Linked DNA regions of Sus scrofa: region 2 is linked to region 1. Evidence: chromatin contacts called from public Hi-C data. All regions are on one chromosome and are shown on one strand. Each heading gives the region's core, a stretch centred on a gene start, on an enhancer-like site or on the middle of the called end of the contact. The rest is flanking DNA. Distances are from core to core; before and after follow the strand shown. Region 1 holds the start of ARHGEF11 (rho guanine nucleotide exchange factor 11). Region 2 holds the start of PRCC (proline-rich protein PRCC).

Region 1 (5,976 bases), core at 882-3,381:
CATGGGTGCAAAGGGTGTTTCTGTCTCATCGTTCAGGGCAAGAACACCCTCCTCAAGGTAGAAACGGGATCCACCCACTTCTCAGTGGATCCATCCACTAAGCCCCACCATTCCACAATGACCAGCCTGGTGGAGGCCCACGCCCCTGCCAGGGCCTTTCCCCCTGCAGATCCAACACCTAAAGCCGGTCCCAATTCACCCTGAGGTCTCACGTGACCAGGCTTGTGCACGCCTCCCACCCCTAGGCTGGCAAGTTGGAGACTCAAATTCAGCCTCTGGCCTGGCAAAAGTCAAAGGCGGCTGGAAGCATTTCCCTCTCTTTCCCCACTCCTGGCATCACCGTCTATCGCTTATATTAAAAAAAACACTGAATCAGGGATATGCTTTGAACATGGACACACACAGAGGGAGAATAAACACACATGCCCAGACAGTACCCAAGACCAATGCTTCTAAACCACCAATTCCCACAGCCCACCCAGACCCTTTTGCAACCTTTTATCAAAATGCAACACCTTCCCTCTCAGTCTTCTTCCTTAAAGGTTTAAAAAAAAAAAAAAAAAAAAAACAACCCCACAATATTAGCAAACCTACCTGTCTATACTCTGGGGTAACCTTACACTCATGGTTTCTCGGTGTCTCCACGGTTCCAGAATCCTGTAGTTCTGAGGTCTTGATCGAGATTGAATCGCTTGCAATTTTTTTAGAAGGGCGAGAGGAGGGCCTCTCAACTTGAAGATTGAATCCTTTTTCCTCCAGCTCTCAGGACCCTGGTAACTGAAGCTCCATTCTACTTCTACCAGTTAACATGGTCTCCTTTCTCAGCCCCCTTTCCCCTCCCCCCTCTTAAAAAAAAAAAAAAAAAAAAGAAAGAAAGAAAAAGAGAAAAACTGTGACCTTCTTAGAAACCAAAAACCCAACCACAAATCTCTTCAAGGTTAGCGCTATGGGCTTAAAAAAAAAAAAAAAAAAAATGAATCACAGAAAGAATGTGCCTTCAAAATATCAGTCTTAACTGCAAAACATGGATAAAAACCATCCTTTTAATCCAGTTTTCCCAGCTGTCCTTCTGTTGGCAAGAGAGCCTCAAGCTCCAAAGGGGGGAAAAACAATTCTCTGGCCTCCAATGCTTAAAACCACAACAACAGATATATTGAGGGACAGAAAAAAAAAAAAGAATAAATCCAAATTGGCACCTGGAAAAAAAAAATCTTGCAGCTGATTTGCACAGTAAAAAAATAAATAAACCATATAATAGTATGTACACAACAGCACTCCTTCCAAGTCCAGTGCAACCCTGGGATCCAAAATTATGAATTTCCTTCAAAAAAAAAAAAAAAGCTTTTACATTAAAGGTTCTGAAATCCTCAAATGAGCCAATCGCAGCCCCCCCAAAAAAATCAAAAAACACCTGAAATGCAATGCTTTTTAACCTTTAAATTGGTAGCAATGCCACAAATCAGAGAAAAAAGTCTCTGAAAATATTCCCCCCTTTTCTTTTTCCTTTAAACTTGCAGGTTTCTCCACCTACCCCAGCCTGATTCCCAGCCCAGGTTCGGCCTTTTTCTGAAAGACAATTTCCTGAGTTAGTTCTGTTTTGCTCCTCCACATCCAGGCTCCGAAAATTTCTCTTGCCTCAGCCTCCATGAAACGGAGATTTCGCTTCCTCGCGTTCCCCCTGCTCTGCCTCTCGCCTGGCCAGAAAAACTGCTCCCTTATTATTACTAGTTTGGATTATTATTGTGGATTTGAGTTCGGGGTGGGATATTCCTCCACACCAGCCTCCCGGACAATCCGATCGCCTGGCTTCTCTCGTTCGGCCTCTCTTTTTCCTCCCTTTCCGCCCCTCGCCTAATCTCGCAGGCAGGAGCCCACCGCGCCTCGCGCAGGACCGCCGGCGGCCTCCGGCTCCCGGCCCCGCTCGCCCGCTCGCCCCACGCCCGACCGCCGCGCTCCGGCCTCGGCGGCTGCGGGACTCCCGGCTCGGGCACAGGCAGGGAAGGCGGCGGCGGCAGGCCGGCACGGGCGGGCGTCCGGCTCCCGGCGTCGCGGCCGCGCTCGCCTCCTTCCGGGCCCCTTCCCCCCCGGCTCGCCGCTCACTCGGGCGCAGGCCCGGCCGGCCGCCCCCTCCCCGCGCTGCCCTCCCTCCTCCTTCCCCGCGAGCCTTTCTCCTTCCCTCGCTCCGGCGGGGGCGGGGCCGCAGGCTCCTCCTCCTCCCGGCGTTGCCCGCCGGCCTTTCCCCTCACGCCGCGGCCGGGGGGCGGGGGCGGGAAACCGACCGCCCTTCCCTGCCGCGATGCTGCGGCCGCCGCTCCCGCCCCGCCGGCCCCTCTCCGGCTCTCCCTGCGCGCACTGCCCCGCGCTGACTCCTCGCCGCCGCTCCTCGGCCGGTTCCCTCCGCGGCCCCACAGTCGCCGGCCTTGCCCGTCGCTGCGGCCTAGCTGATCCCGGGCTTGGCCGAATCCCCGGCTTTTCCTGGCCTGGTCCTTCGACGGCCCCGGCCCGGACCCCGCGAGGCACCGCGCGCCGCCCTCGCCACCACCCCTACCGCCTTCTCTCCGCTTTCTCTTGGGTGCTTTCCCCCCTTTTACTGCCCTGCCCTCCGGACCCGACCTTTGTTTCTTCCCCTCTTCCCACCCCCGCTGCGGTGCCCGGCGCCCCTAGGCCCCCTCCCCACGTATCCTGGGTTTTGCGTTCCCAGTCATCACCCCTGCTCTCCACCGCCCCTGCGTCCCTTCTCCCACCTTTTTTTCCTCTCCTTATTTTGCAAAAATTTGTCGCGCCCTCCTGCCTGGGCTCCCGGAGCTCTTTTAACTGTTTCCTCCCTTTTGAGTGGTTCTCCTCATTTCTAACACCCACTGAAGGTGGGGGAAGAGACCCTTTGGCTCTTCCCTCTCCTGTTGTTTGGGCATCTTAATACCAGGCTGAGTAAAGTGTTTTTGAACTAGATGGAAAATCCTTTCAGAGACAGTTCTCTTTCCACAATTCCCCTCTCATAGAATCACAGTTTCTAAATCTTTCCAAGTAACATGACATTAGTCAGAAGGTCCCAAGCGTTATAGTTAAAAATAATTAAGACAGCAAGGAAACCTTTTTCATTAGGACTGGGAGATGAACTTTGTCTTCTTGCCTAGGTAAATGCTGTTGTAAAACACCCTGCTGGCAGTGATGTATTTGCATTATGTTCTCTCCCTTCTACACCATCTTGGTTGTTCTGGGGGGACTACATGTGTATGTGTATTTAGCTGCACACATCCAGAAGCAATAAAGAGGGAGCTGAGGGACCCCAGCAGTGTTAGAAGTGATGAGCTTGCAAAGAGCAAGAAGAAAGACTAATAAGCATCTGCTGCGGGCTCAGAATGAACTAGAAGCTTCCTCTGAATTATACCAGGTACAAGTTAGTAAATATAAGAATTTCACCCCATCCCCATCTGGCTTCAGTCCCTAAACCAGAAATAGCAAAGACAGGTCTGCCTGAAATCGGAGGCGTCACAGTTGAAATTGCTATTAGCCTTTTCTTTATTCCCTTCCTAAACGTCTTTGGTGGTATCACCAAACATTTTTCTTTTCTCTCTCTCTCTCTCTTTTTTTTTTTTTTTGTCTTTCTAGGGCTGCTTCCCGCGGCACATGGAGGTTCACAGACTAGGGGTCTAATCGGAGCTGTAGCCACCGGCCTACACCAGAGCCACAGCAACGCCAGCTCCGAGCCACCAGGGAACTCCAGGGGTGCATTCTTGATTGTTTTTGTTAAATCATGATAACTCCTCTTCCAATCACATTCACCACAAGGCAAAGGCTGGTTTTTTTGGCCACATATGTAGCATGCATAAATTCCCAGGCTAGGAGTTTCCTTCATGGCTCAGTGGTTAACCCCACTATGATCCATGAGGATGAGGGTTCGATCCCTGGCCCTGCTCAGTGGGTTAAGGATCAGTGTTGCTGTGAGCTGTGGTGCAGGTTGCAGGTGAGGCTCGTAACCCTAGTTGCTGTGACTGTGGCCTAGACTGACAGTTCTCTTTCAACGCCTGACCTGGGAACTATGGATGTGGCCCTACAAAAAAGCAAAAAAAAAGGATTTCCCAGTCAGGGATCGAACCCTCACCACAGCAATAACCGGAGCTACTGCAGTGACATCCCAGATCCTTAACCCACTGAGCCACTCGGGAACTCTATGGCAAAGACTTTTAATTGTAAATCAGCTTGTAAATTTACATCTTAAGTCAATCATTCCTTCCTGAATGACTGGAAGCTTTTATATTTTTAACAATGGGTTTGAATGCCCTTGGAAGTGTCATTTAGATTTTTAAAACAAATTTTAGAGGTTTTTTTTTCCCTCAACTATGCAAAAGTTTTATAGGTGAAACACACTGTTTTTGGTAAAAAAAAAAAACAAAACAAAACAAAAAAACAGTTTTGGAACCATTTCCAGTAGGGCATTTTCAAAATGCTTTCTCCATAAGCATTAGTTTCTTTAGAAAAACTGTAACTTTCTCACTCATTAATAGACTGTCATCTTCACCTTGAAGAGACAGATTAAGTGGATTTTTGTTTTTGTTGTTTGCTTTTTTTAAAAAAATAAGTGCTAGATAGTATTGCCAGCTATTTCTCATAGAATTTTGTAAAATAAAAATGTGTATTCCTAAGGAAAAAAAAAATGTGTATTCCTGCTACATTCATTGTCCTCTTTTTAGGCCTTTCCCAAGAGATAACCAATGAATCTCTGCAGCATAAGAATTTTCATGGTCATTCTCCCTATCTTTACTAAAAATTGTTAAGTTTGTAGCAGTTAAGAGGTTATTTTTATCCAGTGGATGGCATACATTGTAAAGAAACAATATCTGACCTGTGTGTGGCATTCCCACAGGTTCCTGGAAACATCTCATGTGAGGGATGACTTCTGAAGTAGTGACCTGGTGGGGGTGCCAGGTCAGTCCATATATTAAAAGGTAAATATGATTTAAGCTTAAATAGTTGTTTTTACTATAGTCAGTGCGGGAGTTCCTGTTGTGGCTTGGCGGGTTAAGGACCCAATTTTTCTCTATGAGGATGTGGATTCAATTCCTGGCCTCACTCAGGATCTGGCGTTGCCACAAGCTGCAGCTTGGATCCAGTGTTGCTGTCACTGTGGCGTAGGCCTGCACCTGCAGTCTGATTTGACCTGTAGCCTGGGATCTTCCATGTGCCACAGGTGTGGCTGTAAAAACAAAAGAAAAATGCTACTGTGAATGCACTTAAATATTTGCCTCTGGCAGAGAAGTGCATCTCTTCGTATCCTCCACCTTGAAGACTGTGGGCAGGGGGGTGGCCTTAGCAGGATAGACCTCCCTGAAGTTAGTTAGCCATCTAAGTGAACTGCCAGTCTCAGCTTAGGGAAAAAGGAGGAAAAAAAAAATTAGATTGTGTCCAAGGCAGACTAGATTGTAGGAATCTGAAAGCAAGCAACTCTTAGTTAATGAAGAGGGCTCTAGACTAGGAAACCAAAGAACTGGGTTTGTTTGGGGCTGTATCCCTTTCTAACTTTGTAAACTGCTGTTTGCAGGTTGTGAGGATTAAATAAGGTCAAGCATGGGCTCTGTAAACTATAGACTGCTGGGCAGGAAAATCAGGATAAACATTAAGAAGTAATAGCCACATAATCCTTTTAACTTTTGTTCAAGAACTCTATTCATGGAGTTCCCGTCTCGAGGCTCAGTGGTTAACGAATCCGACTAGGAACCATGAGGTTGCGGGTTCGATCCCTGGCCTTGCTCAGTAGGTTAAGGATCCGACGTTGCCGTGACTTGTGGTGTAGGTTGCAAACTTGGCTTGGATCCCGAGTTGCTATGGCTCTGGCGGCTACAGTTCCGACTGGACCCTTAGCCTGAGAACCTCCATGTGCCTCGGGAAGTGGCCCTAGAAAAGGCAAAAAGACAAAAACAAAAAACAAAAACAAAACTCTATTCATAAATGGACCCTCTCCTGTGCCCATCATTGTGT
Region 2 (5,976 bases), core at 1,795-4,294, 280 kb before region 1:
TCTAATCAGAGCTGTAGCCACCGGCCTATGCCAGAGCCACAGCAACGCAAGATCCGAGCCGTGTCTGCAAACTACACCACAGCTCACGGCAACGCCGGATCGTTAACCTGCTGAGCAAGGGCAGGGATCGAACCCGCAACCTCATGGTTCCTAGTCAGATTCCTTAACCACTGCGCCACGACGGGAACTCCAGAAGAATTTCAAGAGGAACCAAATTAGATATGTCTATTCAATTGATGATCTTTTTTTTTTCTTTCTTTTTTGGCCATCCAGGGGCACATGAAATTCCCAGGGCAGGAATCAGATCTAAGCGCTGCAGGCGTGGCAACAATGGATCCTTAACTCACTGTGTTAGGTCGGGGATCGAACCTGAGTCCTAGTGCTCCAGAGATGCACCATAATGGGAACTCCCAATTCATTATCTTTTACTGGAGGACTTTATTACTGCTATTACCATTTTTTTTTTTTTTCCTTTTTAGGGCCACACCTGTGGCATATGAAGTTCTCAGGCTAGGGGTCAAATCAGAGCTACAGCTGCCAGCCTACACCATGGCCACAGACACAGCAATGCAGGATCTGAGCTGCATCTGCAACCTATACCACAGCTCACGGCAACGCTGGATCCTTAACCCACTGAGTAGGGCCAGGGATCGAACCCACCTCCTCATGGATACTAGTCGGGTTCATTAGCACTGAGCCACGATGGGAACTCTTGCTTTTACTACCTTTGAATAGGTAATACATGCACAGATTACAAATTTCCAAAGGTATAAAGAGTAAACGGTGAGAAACAAATCTTGCCATCCCTCCCTGAAGTTTCTATTATCAATTCCTTACATGAAAACAACCTTTGAGGGCAGGGTGTCTACCTATTAAGGTAAATCATTAATCTTTACAGTAAGAGGACTCTGCTTAGAAAACATTTGTCATAAAAAGACAGATCCCTGGAGTTCCTGTTGTGGCGCAGCGGAAATTAATCTGACTGGGAACTATGAGGTTACGGGTTCGATCCCTGGCCTCGCTCAGTGGGCTAAGGATCTGGCGTTGCTGTGAGCTGTGGTGTAGGTTGCAGACGTGCCTTGGATCTGGCGTTGCTGTGGCTGTGGTGTAGCCTGGCAGCTGTAGCTCCGATTCGACCCCTAGGCTGGGAACCTCCATATGCCACGGGTACGGCTCTAAAAAAAGGAAAAAGAACAAGGACAGTCATTTCCCTTTGAAAGTTTCCCATTCTCTTAAGGTTCTAAATCACTTCACTGTGTGTTAATAGTGAAGTGTTTTTCACAGAAGTAGGGCGGGGCTCCTTCATACTCTATCCATCTTTCAAAGAAGGAGAAGAGAAGTGATTGCCCAAAGTCACCAGGAAGTAGGCTGGGAAACCCAGATTGGAAAAGTTGGTATTAAAGGTCAGCAGTGTGCAGGAGTTCCCTTGTGGTTCAGTGGTATCCATGAGAACATAGGTTCAATCCCTGGCTTGGCAAAGTGGGTTAAGGATCTGGTGTGGCTGTGAGCTGTGGTGTAGGTCAGACATGGCTCGTATCCTGCATTGCTGTGGCTGTGGCATAGGCTGGCAGCAGTAGCTCCGATTTGACCCCTAGCCTGGGAACTTCCATATGCCACAGGTGCAGCCCTAAAAGCAAAAAATAAATACATAAGTAAATAAAGAAGAAGAAGTCAACACTGTGCAAAGCATACCAGTTTCGAGATAGAACCAAAGGTCTAATTTCTCAGGGTAGTCCTCACTGTACCTGCTTTGCAATCAACTGAGGATTTTCTTAAAAATCCAGACTTCTGGGCCCCACTCCACACCTACTGAAGAGGAATCAGTTAGGCTGGAATTCAGCAATTTGCATTTTTAAGAAGCTTTCCCAGGGATCTTAGGCACATTAAAGTTTAAGATTTGGTAGGCAGGAAAAAAAAAGTGCTCTGGGCATCCAGAGCAGGGAGCAAACAGATTGAAGCAAACAGATGGAGAAGGCAGCATATGAATTTGTTGGTGAAGGCAGGGTGAGATTTAGACACATGGAGAAGGTGGGGGTGGGGCGGGGGGAGGTGGAGGGCACAGCAACCTTCTCTAATGGTGAATTCACTCACACTTGGGCCTTCACTGACTCTCTTTTTGGTTGTTGTTGTGGCCATCATCATCCTTTCCATCTTCCTCTTTAGCCTCCTCCCCAAACCTCAACAGTCTTCATGGGCTGAGCTCAGTAGATGCTTCTGCTCTCTGGGAGTAGGGGGATAGAGCACACACAGAGGTGCTTTAGTACATAAAGCTTTAAATTATAAAAGACACAGAGTTGACAAGTAGAGGGCACCCAGTCCCAGGCAGACAGGAAGGGGCAAAGACGAATAAACATGAAAAGGACACAAAATTACAGGTGGACAGGGAAAGAGCAGCAGAATCACGAGCAGACATACCTGAGCTGGGAAAAGGACACACATCAACACGGATGGATAGAAAGGTCACTCACAGGACCAATTAACAAGTTCACGCAGAAAGGCACAACAAACACCAGGCAGAGACAGATACAAAGAACATATGCAGGAAGGGATGGACTCAGGCAATGACTCAAATCTGTGATAGGGGCTGAGATGGAGCTGCCCCCAAATCTCAAGTACCGAGCCCTGCCTTCCAGGGTCCTGCCCATCGTTCTGTTTCACTGCAGAGAGAGCTCAGGACCCAGGCTAGACGGGCCAGATGTGCTCCTGGATGTGCATTTTGGTCAAGGCGAGGGAGATCATTTATTCCCTCTTATGTCACATTTACTTTAGCCTGCAGATGTTTATTATTAGGCCTTCTTTCTGGCTCGCAGCCCAACTTCGTACAGGTCTCTAGGACTCTGATTGTTCCTGGGTGCTCCGGGTTTCTTCAGTGGACTCAAAGGCTTCATCAGTTCATTTACAGATTTACAGATCACTTTCCCTTTAAGCTATTTTCCCCAATCCTCCACCTTCCCAGACTCCCTCACATTCCCGACATCACTTGCAGTTTCTACGAGCACTACGTCTCCCATAAATCTTAGCGCCCAAGCAGCTACCCTAGGGAACTTCAAGTACCGAAATGCTCTCCGACCCGGCTCCCTGACTACCGCGGTGACCGGTGGTACTTGTAGTTGTCCAGGAATTGTCAGACGACTCCAAAAAACTACTCCTCCCAGGAGTCCTCGTGTCAGAGGCGGGTTTACCGCCTGTCTTTCTCCGCGCCGCTTAATTCTTCCTCGGACTCCGATTCCCGCCGTGCCTTGCGCTGAGCTACTTGCGTCGGATAATGGTGCTGTGCTCAAAGTATTCTCTGGGAGTTGTAGTTCCTGTATTGGTGAGGCGAGGAGGAGGCGGAGTGACTCGGCGGCCATTAGCTGTGTGTAGTTGCCCGGGACTAGGAGCTTAAGTGAAGAGGGAAGCCTTATTCGGTGGAAATCAACTGTGGGCATGGGCTTCTGCCACGGATAGTCCTAGAGTACGGGGAAGGCGGGCTTTTTAGTTTCCTGCCCCGCCAAGTGGCGGGGCCCACTAGGCCTCTGGGCATCCCCGGTCTCAAGTAGGCCTTGATTGCCGGCAAGGGCGCCCCAAAGGCGGGCGGCGCCATGTCGCTGGTTGCTTACGCCAGCAGCGATGAGAGTGAGCCGGATGAGGCTGAGCCGGAGCCGGAGGAAGAGGAGGCGGCGGCCCCTACACCTGGGCCCACTTTAGGGGGCTTGTTCGCTTCTCTCCCCGCACCCAAGGGTCCGGCTTTGCTGCCTCCGCCCCCCCAGATGCTGGCCCCAGCCTTTCCCCCGCCGCTGTTGCTGCCCCCACCCACCGGAGACCCCCGGCTCCAGCCTCCTCCCCCCTTGCCCTTCGGCCTGGGAGGCTTCCCCCCACCTCCAGGCGTGAGCCCGGCTGAGGCGGCGGGAGTTGGGGAGGGGTTAGGATTGGGGCTGCCCTCGCCCAGAGGCCCTGGCCTCAGTCTTCCCCCCCCCATCGGCGGCGCCGGGTCCCCCCTGGGGCTTCCCAAGCCAAAGAAGCGGACAGAGCCGGTGAAGATTGCGGCGCCGGAGCTGCATAAGGGGGATGTGAGTATCCGGGAAGGGCACCCCCAAACTGTCCATTGGATTTGGGCATGGGCTAAGCTGTAGGATGGATTCGTGGGGATTCTGGGACTCCGTCCTATAAATGCAACCATTGATTCTAGGCCGCTGGATTCCTGGTACAGTGCGATTAATGGGAGCCGAAGTTTGTCAACTTTCGGGGAGTTAGGGTATTGGTCCACGCGGGTTTCTCCTGCTAGACTCGCCTGCAGAAGGGCCATAAACCATCACCTGGCACTGACAGGCCCAGGCCTAGCGACACTTAGGTCCACTCTCCCTTGTTGCATCTTCACCGCGGGCCAGGTTTTTTGGTTTTTTGTTTTTCCTTTCCCTCTTATACTGAGGACAGCATAAAACCTGGCACTTGAAGAGGTGACAGGAGACAGGATTCCCGAACCCTTGCTGAACATTTAGGACTAACCTTTTCCTTTGCCTCTGAACTTAAAAGCATCGGGGTCTGAAGGAGAAGGCTTGGGATCTTGGATTCTGTTTTTGAGGGGGGCAGGGAAGAAACTGAATATTTTTTTGAGTACAGATCATTTGCCAGGCATTGACCCTTTCCTTGGATTATTACAGAACTGTGGGAGATGATGTCCTAATAGTTACAGATGAGAAACAGGTGTCCAGCGTGCGAGCTGTTACCTGGTAAAGGGCAGAGTGAAGTTTAGGAGCTGAGTCTGCCTGGACTCCAGACCTCTGCCTCAGTTTCGCCATTGAGGTATTTGTCAAGCCTAGGTGACTTAGGACCCTTGGATCCTAGAATAGGCGACTAAACTTATGTTGTTTTCTGAATGTTGGAGCGGACAGTTCGAAGGCCTTCCTTGGAGTGAGTGCTTTGGGGATAAAGGAGACAGCTTAGGGGCAGGTCCTGTTTTAGAGTTCTCCGGAGTTCTTTCCTTTCTCGGTTCTGGAAGGTTAATTGGTCAATCCCTGGCTCCCCTTTGGTAATCCTCCTGAGAGAAGCTGACTGTAGCTCTGGCTTTTCTTCAGACTTCCAACTCTGCCTGGGGGCTCTTTCTGTTCCTTGCACTTGTGGGTCCTTTGGCTTCTCCCCATAGACGTGCTAATGTCCCCTCCCTCACCTCTTTCAAATTTTGGCTTAAAAGACTTTGTTCTCAATGAGGACGTCCTAGCCAACCTATTTAAAATTGCAACTTCCTGTCCCCCACTCCTCCCACTCCACTTGGCTTTATTTTTCTCCCTGGCACCACCATCTGAAATACTTCACTGCCGTTATCTAACATACTATAAAATACTGTACTATACTGTGCTATGAAATACTATACTACACTATGAAATACTACACTATAAAATATAAAAACAAAATGCATTTTATTGCCTCTGTTTCTGCTCATATACAAACTCCGTGAAGGCAGAGCTTTTACTCACTGTTGTGTGCCCAGTGGTTAAAACAGTGCTTGGCAAATACCGAGTCCTACCTTAGTATTTTCTGAACGAATGAACTCAAATGAATATGGATTTTTCATAGAAGGAGGTTCCAGAATCTACCTCACTACCTTATTCCAAACTTTTTTTTTCCCCCCAGATTATTTCCCCCTTCTTTCTCACCAAAAAGACTTCTCTTGCTCCACTGAAACTTATTTTGGCCTTGACTTAATCTAGAGCAAAGGAAATTCCCTGAATAAGAGGAAAATAGGTTCATTTGGGGGCATTCTCTTTTTACAGTATTCTCCCCAGATTTTCTCTCAGCCTAACTGTGATATATGGGTGAAGATGGCATTTTGAGCCAGCCTGCCTGCCTCCACAGGGACAGTCAAAAGGCTCATTTCTATGTCTGCGAAGGTAGCATTAGAAAAAGTTGCCGGTAGGAGTTCCCATCATGGCACAGTGGAAATGAATCTGACAAGGAACCATGAGGGTTGCGGGTTCGATCTCAGGCCTCGTTCAGTGG

Evidence for each region. Hi-C and Micro-C count contacts between places; a contact is called where the count stands out from the background.
Region 2: a contact with region 1 is called in a Hi-C map of heart right ventricle, with 3 times the contacts expected there. The contact joins the promoter of PRCC here to the promoter of ARHGEF11 in region 1. A contact is called at or near these places in 1 of 47 Hi-C or Micro-C datasets (heart right ventricle) and 1 of 2 datasets of contacts at active chromatin or transcription factors (alveolar macrophages).

Annotation. Positions count from the first base shown.
Region 1 is chr4:93,041,688-93,047,663 of Sscrofa11.1, reverse strand. ARHGEF11 (rho guanine nucleotide exchange factor 11) reads right to left here and starts at 2,131. Exons shown (of 42, transcript XM_021089647.1): 1 at 595-2,131. The coding sequence starts at 626.
Region 2 is chr4:93,322,567-93,328,542 of Sscrofa11.1, reverse strand. It overlaps PRCC (proline-rich protein PRCC), which reads left to right and starts at 3,044. Exons shown (of 7, transcript XM_001924343.6): 1 at 3,044-4,049. The coding sequence starts at 3,582.